Linked DNA regions of Mus musculus: region 2 is linked to region 1. Evidence: chromatin contacts called from public HiChIP or PLAC-seq data. All regions are on one chromosome and are shown on one strand. The core of a region is the stretch at or near the end of the contact, and the rest is flanking DNA. Distances in the headings are between cores, read along the strand shown. Region 1 overlaps Mn1 (meningioma 1). Region 2 has its middle 3.9 kb from the start of Gm36481.

Evidence for each region. HiChIP or PLAC-seq counts read pairs in DNA pulled down with a chosen protein or histone mark.
Region 2: an H3K4me3 HiChIP or PLAC-seq map of forebrain shows a contact between it and region 1, with 5 times the contacts expected there. The contact joins two enhancer-like sites. A contact is called at or near these places in 1 of 484 Hi-C or Micro-C datasets (cortical neurons), 12 of 115 datasets of contacts at active chromatin or transcription factors (SST interneurons, VIP interneurons, craniofacial prominence and 7 more) and 1 of 9 other capture datasets (embryonic stem cells).

What each region holds. Positions count from the first base shown.
Region 1 is chr5:111,432,871-111,436,009 of GRCm38.p6, forward strand. The region is part of intron 2 of Mn1 (meningioma 1); the gene reads left to right. Among named protein-coding and RNA genes, the nearest start is that of Mn1, 17 kb to the left of the region's middle. Within about 2 kb of position 1,776, at least 24 of the 459 cell types and tissues checked have an H3K27ac peak or open chromatin away from gene starts, as enhancers often do. A contact at or near this core is called in cortical neurons and forebrain, where this site is marked.
Region 2 is chr5:111,702,274-111,705,388 of GRCm38.p6, forward strand. No RefSeq gene overlaps it. Among named protein-coding and RNA genes, the nearest start is that of Gm36481, 3.9 kb to the right of the region's middle. Within about 2 kb of position 1,513, at least 19 of the 459 cell types and tissues checked have an H3K27ac peak or open chromatin away from gene starts, as enhancers often do. A contact at or near this core is called in cortical neurons and forebrain, where this site is marked.

The DNA of each region.
Region 1 (3,139 bases), core at 526-3,025:
TTGAACTTGGGGGTAGGATGGATGAGTGTGTTTGGGAGCAGGCAGATGCAGCCAGCACCCCAGCTCCCCGTGGCTGCAGGGGAACCCAGGGACTGACCATGCACGTGTAGGCCGAGACAGGCAGAGGGCTGCATCTGCCCCGGGTGGGTTTCCTTCCTTTTTTCTTGCTGTAGGCTTGGGGTGTTTTTGATGCATTGAGCAATTAGCCCCTGGGCCCTGGCTCTTCCCTTGAAAGTGGCCTCACCTCTCCAGCGTGGGGAGTTTCCATGATTCTCTCTGATTGTGTCTGCCTGCCTGCAGGCCAGCTCCTTTAGAGGTGACAGCTGGGGAAGGACCTGCTTTGTCCTGGGTTCACAGCAAGGGGCTGCACTAGGGGGCCAGGTCCAGCAGTGTCTGCCTGAATGACTGTTCTGGGCAGGGGATCAGGTATAGGAGAGACAACAGCACACAGCGAAAGTGTTTTGTGCTTGTCTCGGCTTCCCTGGGATTGGCTGGTGGGTTTGCCTTACTCAGGTGATCAGGGTGGGAGGCATCGCTGCCACTGAAGAACACGACAGAACCCCAGAACACAGCTCTGTGTTGTCTCCATTCATGAAACAGGGTTAAAGCGAATGCTCTAAGATGGGAGAAACTTAATGCTTGTCTTTAATGGTCCTGTTCTAAGACATCTCCCAGCTGAGAGAACTGCCCAGAGAGGTCAGGCAACTCAGATAAGATCACACAGCATAGCTTCCAGTGAGCCTGCCTGAGGCCTTTTCTTTTTTCACGGGGGTTCGGGGTGGGGAATGGGGGACAGAATCTCATCCAGCTGAGTTTTGTATGGACCAAAGCCAGGTTTCAAACCAGAAATTTCCAAACCTTTCTAGAGTGCCCTAGGACGCACTACCCCGCCCCCCCCCAGGACCTTTCAACCCATGCTGTGCTCACACTCAAAGATTGGTCTGGATTCTGGGGAGGCCTTGATGGCGCTCATCCCTCCAGAGGAGAGACTGTGTTTCAGGCCCAGCTCTCGGGCTTTTTCTGAGCTGTGTGGCGTCTGACATCCTCTTCCTCACTCTCTGACGTGGAATGTTTTCCCCATAGAAGTCCTGTGAAGACTGCATAGTGTTAGGTAACGATGCGGAAGCATAAGCTCTGAAGCCAGACCTGGGTTCAGACCCTATCAGCTCTTCTTCCTACTGTGTGCCCTTGGGTACTTTACTTAGTCTCTCTGTGCTTCTATTGAGGCTAATAATAGTTCTACCTCAGTGAGCTGGCCTTCGGGAGCCCCGCGCACAGCTCCAGCCTTTATTGACGGCCTGCTCTGCCGATCGCCTTTCGTATGAGACCTTCAGAGATGTAAGGCATACTCAAAGCAGTGTTTTCACTGTCCGATCTGAGGGGTCGGGGAAACCGAGGCACGTCGCAGTGTCATGCCATCCCTGCAATAAGGATTCTGCCTCGCCATCAGGCTGGAGGGTGGGGAGACAAGCTGTGTACAGACCCTCTTGTTTGAGCCTGTTGGACAGACCTCATGCAGGCATCGGCGGGCTGGCGGCGGCGCTGTCAGGCACTGTCAAGCACTGCTGGTCGCCAGCAGCTGGATGCACGGAGGTGTTTTTCTTCCTCCTGACAGCAATACCCGGCTGGGAAGCGGTCCCTGGTGTGCGTAATGGTCACACATTCCCCCCCCCCCCACCCCTCGAGATGGAGGAATTCATGAGTTACCCCCGACCCTAGCCTCCCAGTTCTGGGCAAGGAGCCAGAGCCAGCCATAAACAGTCTGGGAGCTGACACTACACCCGCAAAACTCCAGTGTCTAGCACCTCAGGTGGGGCCTCAGCAACCTGCAGAACGGGGCTGAACAGGGAGAGTGATCAGGGAGAGGGGGGAGGCAGAGTGTTGACAGACTGAGGTCTCTCTCTGCTGCTGCTGATGGGTGTAAGGAACGGGGAGGCCTGCGTTGGATCCCCTGTGCTGTGTGACCTTGGGCAGGAGCTCCACCTCCCTGATCACTGGTTCCTTCCCCTGTAGACAGGTGGACTCCTGTGATCTTCTCAAGGGTGGGTATTGGCTGAGCAGCGGAGAGGTGGCAGAGAGTTTGGGGTACTGAATTTGGAGGGAAGGGATGGTTCTCTACCCTCAACACAGTTATGAACCCCAGCGTTCATGGCTGCCATCTGGGCTGTGGTGGCCTCAGGGAGACGTCCCCCAGGGGAATTTTGGCAGCATCTAGATACATCTCTGGTTGTCACCCTGAGTCCAGCTCCTCCTGGAGTCTACTGGATAGAGGACTGGCAGGCTGTTAAACGTTCCACTGTGCGTGTGGTGTGACCCCTTTCTACAACAACAACAACGACAACAACCAAAACTCATCCAGCAATACACATCAGTAGTGCCCAAGAAGCTGAAATACCCCCGGACAGCAAAGAGAGGCCTGGGTACAGGATAAACCTCAGATCATTCAACAGGTGCACACCAAGCCCTCACCAAGCAGTGGGGCCACAGGGACAGCCTCGATCCGGTGCAGTCTGCCTTTTAGGGAAGGAGATAGGCCACTGACAGCAAAACCAGACAGAGTCTCGGGATGAACCAGCCTGGAAATGAGGAGGGATAGGCACAGTGTATATTACAGGGAGGTCTGCTGTAGATGGAGACACATGCTGAGTTCTGGATGGTGAGAAGGAGTGGACTGTGGCATTCTGGGATATCAGATCAAAGCTGCTGATACCCATGGTGTAAGCACTGGAGCTGATGCTTCAGCCGCAGACTTTCTGGATCTGTAACACGGCTTCCCGAGTCTCGAAGTCAGCCAAGTCCAACAGTGCAGGCTCAAAGTAGTACAGCTCAGAGAGTTCAGAGATGGCTGGGGCGGCAGTATTTCATTGTGGGTGTGATGGGAGCCGGGAGGTTTTGGACTCTGGAAGGTGAGAGCCTGCCGTGTCACCGTAGATTTCCAGTTAACTGGGGCTTATTTGAATCCAAGGTATCCAGAACATTTTCTTCGTTCCAAGCTAGGATATTGGTTAGGGAGAGGGAAGGGGAGCTGGGGCACCAAGGCAGTCTAGCATGCCTCACCCGGGAAGTCTGTTGTCCTCTGCTCAGGGGAAGGTAGGATTTATGTGCTGGTCTGGGTGCTGGCCTCTTCTGTTCCGTCCCT
Region 2 (3,115 bases), core at 263-2,762, 270 kb after region 1:
AAGAGGATAGGGTACCACAAATGCTGTTGAGGACATGGGTCAGGCCCCCTCCATGCCAGGGAGGGGCCTGAGTGAGGCAGAGCTTTTCAGAGTCCTGCTGGTCAGCAGCAATATGCTCCGGGGTTCCCACTGTGAATAAAAAGGACGCCGGCTCTCACTCCTGCAGATGTTCTGGGACCCAGCATCTGTGCACAGCAGGAATGGTCATCACTTGGCTCTGTGTGTCTCTTCCAAGTGAACCTATTTTGTGTGTGTGTGTGTCTGTCTGTCTGTCTGCCTGTCTCTGTGTGTAAGTGTGTATCTGTATCTCTGTGTGTGTGTATGTTTGTGTGTGTATCTGAGTATGTATTTCTGTGTGTATCTGTGTATGTGTGTGTATCTGTGTATGTGTGTGTCTGACTGTGTATGTATCTGTGTGTGTGTATCTGTGTATGTGTGTGTCGGAGTGTGTATGTATCTCTGTGTGTATCTGTGTATCTCTCTGTGTCTGTCTCTCTCTATGTGTATCTGTGTATGTGTGTGTGCATCTGTGTATGTGTCTGTATCTGTATATGTGTGTATATCTGAGTGTGTATGTTTCTCTGTGTGTATCTGTGTATGTGTCTGTGTATCTCGGTGTCTGTCTGTCTGTCTGACTGTCTGTCTGTCTGTGTGTATCTGTGTATTTCTGTGTGTAATTGCATCTGTATATCTTTGTGTGTATCTGTGTATATGTGTGTGTATCTCTCTGTGTCTGTGTATGTGTGTGTGTATCTGAGTGTGGGTATATCTCTGTGTGTATCTATGTATGTGTGTGTATCTGTGTATATGTGTGTATCTGTGTCTCTCTCTGTGTGTATCTCTGTGTGTATATATGTATGTATGCATGTATCTGTATATATGCATGTATCTGTGTATGAATGTGTATCTCTCTGTGTCTCTCTGTCTGTTTGTCTCTGTGTATCTGTGTGTATCTCTATGTCTATCTGTCTGTCTGTCTCTCTCTATGTATCTGTGTATGTGTGTGTATCTGTGTATGTGTGTGTGTCTGTGTGTGTGTGTTGGAGGAGGTACACCTATGTGCCCCTACATGTATAAGACTGAGGATACCTACCTCAGGTGACCTCTTTCTAGATGTTTCTTGCTCCCTTTAAGATGGGGTCTGTCATTTGCTTACCAGTCAGGCTAACCAGCGAACTCCAGGCATTTCCATCTCCCCATCGTCAGCACTGGGTTATAAATGTGTACCACCATACCTGGCTTTTTGGTAGGTTCTGGAAACCTGAACTCCATTTCTCATGCTTGCATGCCAAGTACATTCCTGATTAAATCGTGCCCCCACCCACCCCTCATCAAGCCATCTTAGGGTAAAAATAAGTCTCTAGTCTAAGATTAAAATTCCCTTGGATGCCCCTCCCCTCGCTCTGTAAGGCTGAAGGTAAACAGGGTTTGTTCAAAGCCTTGGAAACATTCCTGCATAATTGTGCCTAGTTATTAATGGTAAGACACCTGATCCTAGCTGGGCTGCACACCCGGATTCTGCTTTCTCTCCCTGCCGTTGCCAGGGCTCCCGTGTGCGACATCCGCGTGGCATGTCACACACATGGAAATGTGTGGTATGACAAGCACACTGTGTTACATTATACATTCTATACAATGTGTGTAATGGGATGTAGTGTATGACATATTCAGTCCCTTCTCAGCAACCACAGGGCTTGCCTCCAGACCTCCCTGGGCACCAGGATCTGGGATGCCCATCCCTTACATACAGTGGAGTGTTGCGGCATTTGCTGAGGAGGCTGCTGCACATGTCAATCACTCCCATGTGACCTTTGACCCCTGCTTCAACATGACAGCTGTGGAGACAGTTGCTGCACCTCATTGTCTGGAGAATGATGACAGGTTCTGCATTGAAAATGGTCTGAAGAGGGCCAGAGAGATGGCTCAGGGGGTAAAGGCAACTGCAGCCAATCCTGCTGACCTGAGTTCAATCCCCAGGACCCACATGGTGGGAAGAGATAATCAAATGTCAAAGTTGTCTTCTGACCCCCACATGTACAGTGTCATGTGTACCTCCTATAAATAAATAAATACAATAAAAATAGCTTCTGTAAAGTGCTGGATGAAGCCGACCGAGGGTGTGTTGCTGTGGGAACAGAGGCTGACTGCACACTAAGGGAGGCATGTAAAATAATCATGTGTGTAGGTAGAAGTCAGTGGCTTCCACACCGTCTCTCAACTGCTCAGCTTCGGGGCTCTGAAAATAGCTAACCTGGAGACTTCAGAGAAGACGCTAAAGAAGCGAATCACAAGAAGAAGCCAGCTAATGATGAATTATAAGACACGTGACACAGAGCCCAGAAGGCGAGCGTATGAAAAGCACAGTAGCTAGTGGCTGTCGCCATCGTCACTGTCCTGGGAAAGCTGCATGGCAATTTGCTCTTTGGGGAGCAGAAATTCACTCTTTGGGGTTAAAATGAAGTTTTCTTTGAAATGTCTTTGTGGTGTATGTGTGTGTGTGTGTGTGTGTGTGTGTGTGTGTGAGAGAGAGAGAGAGAGAGAGAGAGAGAGAGAGACAGAAAGACAGAGACAGAGAGAGACAGAGAGACAGACACAGAGAGACAGAGACAGACACAGAGAGACAGAGAGACAGAGAGACAGAGAGACAGAGAAAGAGAAACATACAGAGAGAAACAGAGTCACAGAGAGATAGAGAAACAGAGAGAGACAGAGAGATGGAAAAAGAAAAACAGAGACAGAGAGACAGAGAGATGGAGAAAGAGAAACAGAATCAGAGAGACAGAGAGAGAAACAGAGACAGAAAAGGGGGTGGGGAGCAGATGGCCAGCAAGCCTCTCTGGTCCTCTGGCTTCTGCCTCTCATGGTACTGGGGTTCCAAACACTCTTGGCCACACTTGGCTTTTTATCATGGCTTCCAGGGATTTGCACATCAGCCTAGTTTTAAGTTCAGAGATTTTGTCTCAAGGGGCTTACATCTGGTCCCCATGTGCACATAGCAATTCTCATTGTATGCCCACAAAGCAGGAGACTGGGACCCCATGAGCGATCCCCTTGAGGATGAAGGACAGTCCATCCTCCCTTCCAGTGGTCCAACCTTCCAAAACAGCTCCCCTGA